3 separate regions of the Zea mays genome follow, and all the other regions are linked to region 1. The links are chromatin contacts, called in public Hi-C maps. All regions are on one chromosome and are shown on one strand. Each heading gives the region's core, a stretch centred on a gene start, on an enhancer-like site or on the middle of the called end of the contact. The rest is flanking DNA. Distances are from core to core; before and after follow the strand shown.

What was found. A called contact is a pair of places that touch in the nucleus more often than the background predicts.
Region 2: a Hi-C map of bundle sheath shows a contact between it and region 1, with 5 times the contacts expected there. The contact joins two enhancer-like sites. A contact is called at or near these places in 2 of 25 Hi-C or Micro-C datasets (bundle sheath and ear).
Region 3: a Hi-C map of tassel shows a contact between it and region 1, with 3 times the contacts expected there. The contact joins the promoter of LOC100278771 here to the enhancer-like site in region 1. A contact is called at or near these places in 2 of 25 Hi-C or Micro-C datasets (leaf and tassel).

Annotation. Positions count from the first base shown.
Region 1 is chr7:60,835,211-60,839,080 of Zm-B73-REFERENCE-NAM-5.0, forward strand. No RefSeq gene overlaps it. Among protein-coding and RNA genes, the nearest start is that of LOC100276190, 380 kb to the right of the region's middle. Within about 2 kb of position 1,286, at least 17 of the 20 cell types and tissues checked have an H3K27ac peak or open chromatin away from gene starts, as enhancers often do. A contact at or near this core is called in bundle sheath, ear, leaf and 1 more, where this site is marked.
Region 2 is chr7:60,207,516-60,211,752 of Zm-B73-REFERENCE-NAM-5.0, forward strand. No RefSeq gene overlaps it. Among protein-coding and RNA genes, the nearest start is that of LOC103632402, 110 kb to the left of the region's middle. Within about 2 kb of position 1,731, at least 18 of the 20 cell types and tissues checked have an H3K27ac peak or open chromatin away from gene starts, as enhancers often do. A contact at or near this core is called in bundle sheath and ear, where this site is marked.
Region 3 is chr7:59,973,809-59,978,102 of Zm-B73-REFERENCE-NAM-5.0, forward strand. LOC100278771 reads right to left here and starts at 1,669. Exons shown (of 7, transcript NM_001407552.1): 1 at 1,032-1,669; 2 at 802-920. The coding sequence starts at 1,484.

The sequences.
Region 1 (3,870 bases), core at 36-2,535:
CCCAAATTGTAAGATTACTAAAGGAGAGATTATTTCCTTATTGTATGTGCACTCTTTAATTACCATCACATGTGAACTCCTCACTTTAAAGGAAAAAAATAATTAATAGAAGACATACCATTAAATCATGCATCATGCTGGGCTTTATTTTGTGTGCACTTTGTGACAATACAAAAATAGTGTGAAAAGAAAAAAAATAAAGTCCAAAGTAGAATTTAAGATCTAAAGGAAATTCAAGAATTTAGAAAAGAGAAGGAAGAAATATTATAGAACACAAAATAAATCCATAACAAAACTCATTCCACTAAAATATTCAAGTTGAATATTTGAATTTAGTACAAATTTTGAGGAGAAATTGGAATTCAAATTCTAGGTTTGAAAATAAAAAGAAAACAAAAAGGAATTAAAACAGAAAATAAAATAAAAAGGGAACTTGAAACCTAAGCCTAACTTGGGCTGAAATCTGACTCGTGCGGCCCACTCCTGTTTTCCTCCGCACGGCGCAAGCTCCATCTCACGCGCGGGCTAGCTCTTTGGCTGCTGCGTGGGGCCCACTCCCCAGTAGACCGGTCACGCGCTTGCGACTATTTCTGCGACTGACCAGTGGGGCCTGTTAGTCATTGTGCCCGTTGTGCGCGAGTTCCGCGCGCAGCCCGACTCCGTTCCCCCGAAAACGCTGCGTCCGCAACTACTCTTCCGGATTCCCTGACATCAGTCGAACCTTGAAGTCGTGGCTCCATGCACGTGTATATAAAGATGTGGGCACCCCGGTCATACCTTCACCCCCGAATTTACGTGAGAATTCCACTGCTCGTGAAACCGTGTGTCCAGTTAAGCCATGCTGCCGGTGAAATCGCCCCATGGCGGTGTTCCGTTCTCTACGTGTGACCGTGCGAGTGCGTCGGTGCCTGGTTGATCCATCTGTGCCCTCGGGACGTGCTGGTCGACCCCGAATCAGGAGGAATTTCTCACCGGAGTGCGCGCTCGGGCGGAACCGCCCCTCTCCGTGGACAGCTCGCTTGCACCGGCAACTCCTAGTAAGAAACCCTCGCCCGAACCCGCCTTCATAACTGCAACGTGTAGAAGCATTTAATTGGAACTTGGTGCACCCAGGCCTGAGAATTGCGTCGCCGGCGGTGGTCCTTGCCGTCGTCGGTCATTTGGGGGGGAATTGGTCGGGGGGGGGGGAAGACAACGGGATGTGGACGGTTGATCAATGGATCAACGATCCAGATCATATCGCGTATTAGGTGATGTCTATACCGCTAGATCACCAACAAACGGCGCTGATTCAGTCTGAGAGTTGAGTAGCGCGGGATTAGTCACCGTCGTTGGATGCGATCTGAGCGGGTGAGGCAAGATGATGCTTATTTCAATCCAGAGCGTTGTTGTCCGATCCGACGGTGGCAATTACGTACCGATTCGGCCACTGGTAAATCTAATCCTAGTCGTAGAGTTTTAATCTGACGACTCAGAAATGGCCGATACCCCTTTGCGGGTGCATTTTGTTAAAGAGCCCTCGGGAAAAATGAAAATCAACCCGCAGTCTAACTTACCAGTGCGTTGAGTCTTAGGGATTTTTATGCCAGACACCCTGCCTTCTCTGGTAATTGGCGCCCAGTCCAGAGAGTTGGAAAATCAGAGAAAATTAATTAGAAATGGATTTTTAGTGCAAAAATAATTGCTAGAACTTGTATAAATCATAGAAAATTCATATGAACTCCAAATTGATCCATTTTAGTTTCTAAAATTTTGTAATATTATTATTTATCACCTCGAGTCTCTGTTTTGACATGAAAACAGTAATAAAATTGATTTCTCAATTAATCATATATCAAGCACATAAAACCTTTGGAAATTCATAACTTAAAATCTATAACTACAAAATTAATGATTCATGTTCCTAGGATCTTATTTTAATGTGTAGATTATTATTATGTATTTTGTTTACATGTTTGGTGTTATGTTAATTTTCTCTATATACTGTGCTTGTTTGTATTGTGGCGAGTAGAGGAGCTAGTGGCTGAGGATCCTGGTGCCCAGCAGATAGAAGTTGCTAAGAAGGAGCTCATTGAAGGCAAGTTGTGTCCTTGATCACTTCCTTTTTACCCAGTCATGTTCTTATTAATCATAATGATCTGCATAGTTTAATTTGATGGGATCCAATAGGTTACCCTACTTTGGCTATCTTTATACCTTGTTTTACCACTAAATTTTTGGGTAGTATATGCTATTGCTTTATGTGGTTTTGGGTATAGAGATATACATTCCTCATGTTCACACTTCTGTTATCAGTTTATTATCTACTGTTCATGATAAGATCATTATGTAAATGGGAACATGGTGAACCACCCGGGAAAACAGTGTCAGCACAAGGGTGGTACGGGACGCCCTTGGCTGACTAATTAGGAAAGCTAGTGGAAGACTACCTTACCTGAAAGAGGCAAGGGCAATAGGGGAGTTGCATGCAGGGAGGTTCTCGGGTTGATTTTATTGCGATGGCGGTCAGACGAGGGATTCTTGCAAGTGCTCTTCCCATAAACTGTAGCGGGTTTTCGGAAGCTAGTGGAACTTTGTAAAGGCCTCTTAGTGGATCACTAGCCATTCACCTCGGTAGTGTCTAAGGGCCTTGCAAACCCTGGCGACATGGGATACACGACTTGTGGGTACATGGTACAACCTCTGCAGAGTGTAAAACTGGTATACTAGCCGTGCTCACGGTCATGAGCGACTCGAACACTCACATGATTAATTTACGGAATTAAATTCAATTTGTCATTTGCATCACATCGGGATTAGTTTATTATTATTAAGGTTTGGTATTTAATTAAACTTAGTAACTGCTAATAAAATTTTGACCAACTTATAAAAGCAATGCTCAGCTTCAACCTTTATTTTGTTGATCAGCCTTACACTTCACATGAACTCCCACCTTTGGTGAGTTCATGCACATTATTCCCCACAACTTGCTGAGCGATGAACATGTGTGAGCTCACCCTTGCTGTCTCACACCCCCCACAGGAGAAGAAAAGGTGGTTCAAGAGGAGCCACACAACGAGGAGTTCGACTTGATCTAGGTGGCGTCTCCCAGTTGACTTTATGGCGCCAAGGATGGACTTTTGTTCGTTTTATATTATTATTTTGTAAGACTTCCTCTATGTAATATGTACTCTGATTATATTTTGACATTTATCTCTTTACACTCTGATTTATATGTCTTGTCTTCTTTGGCGCATATATGAGATGCACCCGGCTTTGTCCCTTAAATTCGGGTGTGACAGCTGTTCATTTGTACTTTCCAAATGTATTGAATGTATGATTGCTTTATTTAGACAACGAGCAGCCGGTGGTTCCTGAGTGTGTTGCCGAAGTTCTTCCTGAGCAACAACCTGGTGAAGGCAAGTGTCCTCAGACCTATCATGTCCTATTTTACTTTATAATTCAGTGTCTCGCATTACATTATTGAAAACTTAAGGATTGACTAGTCTGTATTTACCTTATCCTTGTTTACCTTTTTAGGTTAATCATGGTTAGCTTATGTTATTACTTTAACTTAATCAATGAACATAATGTGATTATTTATGATACGATGATGTTATCCTAATGATGATATTGTGATACTTTAGGGGACTCAGGATGTTTCCTGAGCACCTCTCCGTAAGGACCTGTTTGGGGAGTGACAACCCGGTATAATAGTGCAACCATGAGGGTGGAATGGGATGCCCTTAGCTGATTAATTAGAGGAACCAGAGGAGTAGTTGGCTTCGCCGTAGGGCCGTCAATAGGGCCCGGGCACAATACTTGCTCTGCCAAGGCTGGTTACAGAGGTTCTCGATTTGGTTTTGTTAGTCACCCTTCCTTTGGGGAGAT
Region 2 (4,237 bases), core at 481-2,980, 630 kb before region 1:
ACCGAACTTGTCAAGTGATTCAGGGGCACCTACAGGGTTGTCTGAGGTCCGTTGGACAAGGACAACTGTAGGTGGGCCTAATTACTTGGGAGGTTCCGTCACAGGTAGCCAGGGTCAGTGGGGCATTGTATGCCAAGGCGGTGAGCCCCTTTCTGTTGACAGGGAATCGATGGGGACGGTTGATGTGTGTCGGGAAGTAGTGTCTCGCCACGTCGTGTGTTTAGGTTTTAGGTTTACCTTGCAAGGTTTAAAAACTCGATTCGAATCATCTGCTTCTCGCAGCTAATGAGACTGCTTGATCCATGCTGCTGCATCGAGTAAGAAGTGGAATGAGGTTACTTTCAAAAGATGTTGATTGCTATAATGTTTGATACCATGTATGAATAGCTAGGTACTCATCTAGTCTAAATTATTATTTTAGAACTTGAAAAGATAAAACTTGATTTTAGACTCAACTAGTGCTTTTGGCAAACCAAATCACTCAGCAAAACAGCTTCATGGTCTAGAGGTAGAGGAGTAGACTCCTCATACCGGGTAAGTCTAGCTGAGTATTAGTATACTCAGCCTTGCTTGTGGCACAATTGTACAGGTACCTTGGAGACATGGTTGCTGGAGTGACTTGACCATCCGCCCTGCCACCGGGCTGGACAGTCGAGTGGGACCCTGCCTCAGCAGGAGAGGAGCAGGAGGAGTGATGGGCCAGACTTCCCCATCCTCCCTTTTCTTTTATCGTTAGTTAATTTCCGATGTATCGAAACAATGATTACTACTTTTGAAACTCCGATGATGATGTAATAACAATTAAGTACTTCTTTAAATTATGGTTTTATGCTTTATTGTATTTCTCTGTGCCTCACCTTTGAGTGAGTATGTGCTACTTAATCCTGTTAGTGGCTTTATCGGACTAGATCCGAGGAACTGACGGTTTATTCCGATTTAAGTGCGTCATTGCCTCTAAGATGGGACTTGGGCACTTAAGTTAGAATAATTTGGGCGGTTCCGCCACATGGCGCTCCAGCCGCACCACGCTCTAAACCTCTCACCTCTATGTGGGCCCCACTTGATAGGTCTTCTCCTCGAAGCAAACTCACGCACGGCGGATAGTAACAACCCCTTACTGGTGCCGTGGGTTACGCTCGGACTTGGGCGAACTTCACATCACCAGAACCTGTCCTTGGGTATATAACTTGCGATCGTACACCCTCATCCCGTCAGTCCGACCCTCGGCCACGATGAAGTATCAAAACATAGAGAGCTCGCCGCGACGGAGAGAGAAGGGTTGCCGCCGATGGGGTGCTCCATCTACGGTGTTGTTCGTTCCTGTTGTTCGGATTAGGAGCCTCATTGACAACCATGGAACCTGCTCATCACGTCTTCAAGAGGAATCACGGTCGTGAGCGATCGGAATCGCTCGCTGGAATTAAGGAGCGCCATGGTTCCGCCCTGCACCATGGCCGCACCCACTACTGCATCAAGACCCCGATAGGAAGCCCTGGACCCATTTACTCCATGCTACTGCATCGCGTAGCAACGCTTTGCACTCGTTTTTGTTCACAGGATCACTTGGCTGGGTGTTCGTCGGGGTAGAGCCGCCGTGGGAGATCACTGCGCCGCCATGGGATCGGGCGTGGGGGTGAGACAATCACGTGGCCGCTGATCCGGTCATGGATGGCCACGATTAGAAGTAACATACCAGTTCGGCTAAGCGCGCGGTGGCCGTGGATCCGGGTATGGACGGTTGGGATTAGAATAGGGAGGATCACGTCGTAGCCATCCAACTCTGATCGGGCGGGTAAGATTAGATCACATCATTTTAAAATTTGAACCTTCAGATCATGATCGGATGACCACATGTGCAATACCGGTTCGTGTAGAAGGTTGGCCTAATCCGCGCCACTGGTTTATGATCTGATGGTGCAGATCAAAGCATACCCCTATGGTCGCGCTGATATGCAAAAGAACCCTCGGACCTCTATGAAATCAACCCGCAGTCTGTATGTAGTGTTAGAATATTAAACTTAGGTCCTTGATTTTAGCAGTTTAGTCCCTGATATTTAAATAAATGCAAACCGCAGTCCATGAGCGCTGGATATTGATAACATTAATATAGAAAGTGATTATTAAGATGAAAATTGATCCCCGCAACTTAGAAAAATAATAACTTATTCATTTTAACTCTGATTTGATCTGTTCAAGTTGCGTTAGCTTTGTAACAAAATTACCTATACAATAACAACATTATTTATAACATATCACTTACTTTTATAGTTAGATATTGTCCATGATTATAACCTGGCTAAAGATACAACCTATAATGAAGTTATAACTTGGATTAAAGTTTAATTAATTATTTCTCAAATGATTTATATTAATTAACATATAATATATCTTTTATTGTTTAATCACCTAAATCTTTGAAAATCATATCTTTTTAACCGTAACTCCGATTTTAGTGGTTCTTGAACCTACACTCTCGTAGCATCGCGTAGAATATTTTTACGTTATTTGTTCTCATGTTTGGTGTACTGTTATGTGATCCTTGTCTATTTGTATGTATTGCTACGAATAGCGGTGAGGTCACAAGAATCTGAAGACCAACTTGGTACCTAGGATCTCAAGTCTAAGGCAAGTTGCGCCCTTGATCACTTTTCTCTACCTAATAGTGTTCCTGTTAATCACTTTGACATGCTCAGGTTAATTTGATGGGACCTAATAGGTATCCCTAGCATTGTTTATCCCACACCTTGCAAACAAAAGAACTATTGGGAAGATTTGTTATTGCTCTACATGGTTTTGGGAAATTAATGTTATATTATGATCATGTTCTAGTTTTGCTATTGTTTTAATTATTGTTCATGATAAGATGATTATGTTAATTGGAACATGGAGCGACCACCCGGGAAAACAGTGCTACCACAAGGGTGGTATGGGACGCCCTTGGCCGACTAATTAGGAAAGCTAGTGGAGGACTACCTTACCAGAAAGGGGCAAGGGCGGTAGAGGAGCTGCGGTATAGGGAGGTTCTCGGGTCGATCATGATGTGATGGCTTTTCAGATGAGGGATTCCTATATTGCCTTTCTCAGAAACCGTAGCAGGTTTTCTGAAGCTAGTGAAACTTTGTAAAGGCCTCGTAGTGCTACCTTGCCTCGTCTCATTGGTAGAGATGTATGGGATTCATGACCCCATGAAAAATGGGTAACACGACTTGTGGGTAAAGATGTACAACCTCTGTAGAGTGTAAAACTTGTATATCAGCCGTGCCCACGGTCATGAGCGGCTCGGACCCTCACATGAGTAATTTCTGGAACTAAACTTAATTTGTCATTCGCATTGCATTGTGGGTGTTATTATCAATTATGATCTCATATTTATTTGGGTTGGTATCTACTTATACTTAGTAACTGCTAATAAAAGTTTCACCAACTCTAAAAAAATGCTCAGCTTTAATCATCTCCTTTGGTAAGCCTTACAGTTCACATGAGCCCCAATGTAAGTGAGCTCATGCACATTATTCTCCACAACTTGTTGAGCGATGAACGTATGTGATCTCACACTTGTTGTACTTACATCCCCCAGGTCAAGGTCAGGTACCACAATATAAGGAGCATGCAGGATGCCATGATGAGTTCGTGAGAGGTCTAGGCCGTCATCTCCGAGTCAACTATGTTTGCTGGATCATTGTTTTCGTATGATGTAATTATTTAACTATTGTGTACAGAACTCCATTATATATTAAATACGTGGCATTCATTTCTGAACCATGAGTCATCAGATGTGTAAGACTTGATCCTAGCACACATTTGATTCGCGTCTGAATTTGCCCTCAAATCCGGGTGTGACACCCCAACAAAACCCCAATTTCTGGCTGTATTTTTAAATTTGTGGTTGATTTATAAGTCTGATTGAGCTCAAAATTTGGGGAGATCTTGGAAACATATTTTCTCAGATGTGTGTAAAATTTCATCTCAACCGGAGTTCGTCTGGTTTAGTTTTGGATTTAAGAACATAATTTTGTACTCTAAAAACATCACTTGTTGAGAATACTATTTTGGACAGTTTCGGACTTCTCGGTGTTCGATTTGCGATCCGTTTCGTTTGCTGGTATCATATGAGTATTAGGAACATTTTGTAGTCATGAGATCACTTGTTTGTTGATGTGTTCATGGTTTTAGCACTTGCTTCATCTCAATTGAAATGAATTGTCCATTTTCAGTGTTTGGAAGCGAAATTTGATTG
Region 3 (4,294 bases), core at 419-2,918, 860 kb before region 1:
CGCTATCCTACAGGTTTGTAACTCTCTCCTCTCTTGATCTGTAAAAGGGAGTATATTAGCGTAGAGGCAGATTGAATCCAACCTATTTTGAAAGGGTAGACATAGAGATGAACTAGACATCGGTAGTCTAGAACTCTCACCACAATCAAACGAAAAAAGGGGATCTAGGAGATCATGGTGCTCAGTTGAGATCTGAGCTTCTAATCTTCTTCACCTTTGTGTTCATCAATCCATCATACACAAGAACATAGGGTATTACATATAGCGTGACCCGAACCTCTACAAACTGCATGTGTTCTAGTAACCAGGCTACACTTAGCATCAACATACATCTAACCTACGCCCCTACCTCTACCCACAAACTTTTTCCTCTTCTTTTGGTATGTGCGGTACGCCGGTGTCATATCGTGACAACAATAAGCAACAATAACTTGAAGCTGAGCACTAACTGCTTGGCAGCAATAATCCGAAGCTGAGCACTAACTGCTTGGTGAGTTAAAGTTTACATTACTAGCAACACAAACTTTTTATCTTTATCATCATCATATATAAGTACAGCACTTGTTAAGTTACCATCTTTCGTGTGCTACTAACATCTTTCTGCTTCATGATGCAGAACATTTGCAAACATGAACTCCTTAAAAGATGTAACCCTTCCAGCTACAGTATCAGAATGTTGCAACAGTGAACCATTTATCTAGCATACAGATGCATTTATCCCAACAGAAAAGAAATGGAACCTATATATCCATTAAGCAGCAGATGCAGCCTCAACATTCTTGTCTCAACACACAAGCGTACCTCAAACCAGAGACAGGATGCCTTTGCCGCAGCTGGCCAAGCTCCCTTGCGGCCACAGATGGGGGCCTCCTCTCCTCTGGTAAACCGCTGTTGCGCAGAAACCGACCCCGGAGCAGCGCCTGCAGTACAGACGAAAATCTGATCAAGTCAGATATATCTGACAAATGCAAAGTAGGACACTATATTGTCAAGTAATGGAACAGTGAGTTGGGAAATAAAGAAGCACCGACATGGATTCTGTTGCGATGCGGAAAGTCAGAGACGGCGCGGTGCTGCGAGAGGCGGTGGAGCTCGGCTTGGCGGTCGGCGGCCATGCGCATGACGAGCTCGAGGCGCGCTTGGCGGCCGCGGATCCTGGGGGCGTCCCTGCGAGCGTGTTCATGGACGGGGGACGGTGGGGGTCCGGTGTCGTCGTCACGGTCGCGGGCAGCCATGTGGACCCACTCCCTGACGAGGCGCACACGGTCGCGCTCGATCTCGCGGAGCCAGGAGGACGAGGAAGAGGAGGCGCGCGAGATCTGGACGGCGGGCGCGCGGCGGAGGAGGTCCGGGGAGCCCTCGCGACTGGATCCAGCGTCCCAGTCGCTGTCGCTGCGGGGCTCGGAGGGCTCACGGCGGCGGCGTGGGGTCATATCGATGCCGGAAACAGGGGGAGCTGGAGAAGGGACTGGGACGTCGCCCATCGCCACCGGCCGCGACGAGGCATGGGGCGGCGGGAAGCTGCTGCTGACTGGATTGGGCTATAGCGAAGTCAATCCCCACCCCACCAGAGTCCCAGCATGAGATGAGACGCCGACGGAGGCGAGGTGGAGTCGAAGCAAGCCCGTCCAATTCCCCTGATCCCCTCGAACGGGGAGACGACAGTACGACACCACTCGCCGCGGGTTTTTCATTTTCCATCCGTTTTTATTTATTTTTTTTCTTTCAAATATATAGGATAAGAAATTTTAGAGGGAAACTTAAAATTCTAAAAATATCGTTATGTTTATTGTTGTCTATGATATCTATCTATCCAGACAGGCCATTCCAAGCGTCGCAATTATTTAGAGCTTGTTTGATTTGTTGCCTCACTTGTCACAATTTAATACGTTTAAGGTTAGCCAAGTTTGATCGAGTTAGACGCAAGTTTGATTTAGAGCCATAGATGTGGCATAATTTTTCTTTGTTTCACTATCAATGATTGATAAAAGTGTGACAAGATTCCTTTAGCCATGTCATAATGTAGCGTAGAATTTGAACGTCTAATCTTAGTCAAATGTGACACAAACTGTGTGGCAATTTTTGGCGCCTGAAGCATGCAACCAAACATGCATAGACCCTCTTGTTCTCTAAAAGCCCGTTTAGGTTCTAGAGATGAAATTCTAGTTTCGCCTAGACCTGGACATAAAAACCAAACACCGTAACCGAAAAAAACCGAAACCGAAAAGCCAAAATTGGTCAAACCAAAAAATATTCTTCGGTTACCGTTCTTCAAAAACGAACTTAGTTTTGGTTTTCGGTTTTTAGTTCTGTTTAAACCGAACTAACCAATCTTTAGTTGTTATGTATGTTGATTAAAGCATTTATGTTTTACTTTGAGCATTTTGCTGCATTTGTTGCTTGTCATTTGAGCCTTTGTGTGGCATTTAACTTAAATTAATTGAATTACATGTAATTGTTGTTGGTATGACTTTTGTAATGTTGCACATGAGTCATGGAAAATAAATATTGTTGTTCAATTCTAAAATTGTGTGAGCACATGACTAATGTTCGGTTTTTCGGTTCAACCGAAAACCAAACCGAACTATTCGGTTAACCGAAGGATCAGTTTTTCCTTTTTTATATAGAATTTTGGTTTTCATTATTCAAAAGCCGAACTTAAAAAAACCAAAAAAATGAACCGAAAAATTTCGGTTAGCCGAATGCCCAAGCCTAGTCCCGTCAAATAAGATGTTTATACTAGTTGTAACTGTTAAATATAATCTAATTGCAAAACTAATTACACAGATAAGGACTAATGTAAAGCCCAAAATTGTATCAGAGAAAAATAATGATATAAATAAATAAACATATTTATGTTAAGTGTTTTGGGAATTTTTTAAACCTTTGGAGATTAATTAGGTCCCTTCCTTTTTCATATTCAGTTAATGGTATCAATTAGTCAAGTAACCAATAAATAAATAAAGAAATGTGCATCTCATGCAGATGAATTTGTAGTGATGCATTTTATTGAAATAAAGGAATCATAACTTAAATTTGACCTCAAATTATAAATGAAAATATAAAAACAGAAAATGGGAAAAGGAAGTTGTAATAAAGTCATTTATTACTATAATTAAATAATGGGAAGGAGAATAAATAATAGTATTGAAAATAGTAGGATTTATATTCGTATTTGGATTATATTTGAGATTGGACATCTGAAATTCAAAACAGGCATTCGAATTTGGTTTGAATATTTGGAATTTGGAATAGAAAATGAAACCAGGAAATTAAACAAAAGAAAAAAAGGAACCCACCTGTTGCCGCATGGGCCGAATTGATCTGGCCGCGGCCAAACTCCCTGGGGTTCCTAGCGCCGACCGCGCGACCCCAGCTGTCAGTTACCCACGTCGCGCTCCCTTGCACTCGCGGCCATCGTTGGCGTGTGGCCCCCTTTTCGTCATCCGCTCGTGTGGTCGCTGGTCTATGGACCCGGTATGTCAGCAAGTCCTATAGATCTTCCCCAAGCAACTGCTTGCTGATTCCGCCGCCAACTCGAGCGCAGCTACCCTCCCCCAACCAACATCACCGGGACTATTAAGGGGCGGGTCGTGGGTTCTTCCTTCCCTCCTTGTCTTCCCCTTAATCCCAATCACCACTGTCACCGTGAGGAGGAAGGAGGGAGTCGCGGCCACCTCCATTGAACCGTCTCCACGCCGCCGTAAGGGTACTCCGGGCTACGCCGTCGGGCAGTCGAGGAAGCAACGCGGGGGGGCATCACCGTCGCGTGGGGAAAATCTGGGCGGAGTCTTATTGAGCTAGATTTCGACCATACCGTTGTGGAATCGCTCGCTGGTGCGGGCGCCTTGCTTCCGGAGTCGCGCTTGCCATGGACCGTGACTTCTGTGCCACCCTCGTAGGTAAAAATTCTCTGTAAATTTCCGCCTTGGTCCTAGGATGGTGTAGAACTTCTTAGATGGTCGGTTGGGCCATGGGGGGACCGAATCAGTTGCGCGCCGGTGGAGCTCCGCCGTGGGAGGTCCTAGCGTCGTCGTGCCCTGATGTCTGGTGGGGGAAGAAGGGTCGCTAGCCGTTGATTTCCTTATGTGCGGCTGAGATTAGAACGCGAGTACCGTTTTGGCCTGATCAATCTGGTTCGTCCGATCGTGATCCTGCGACTTGGATTTGATCTTAAGTATTTTGATCGTGACCATCGCTGTCTGATCGAGCGGTTGTGATTAAAACCAGTGACCCTGTCGTTTAGCATGTATGGACCGTTGATCTCGAAGGATGCGGTCCAGATCAAAGCCAG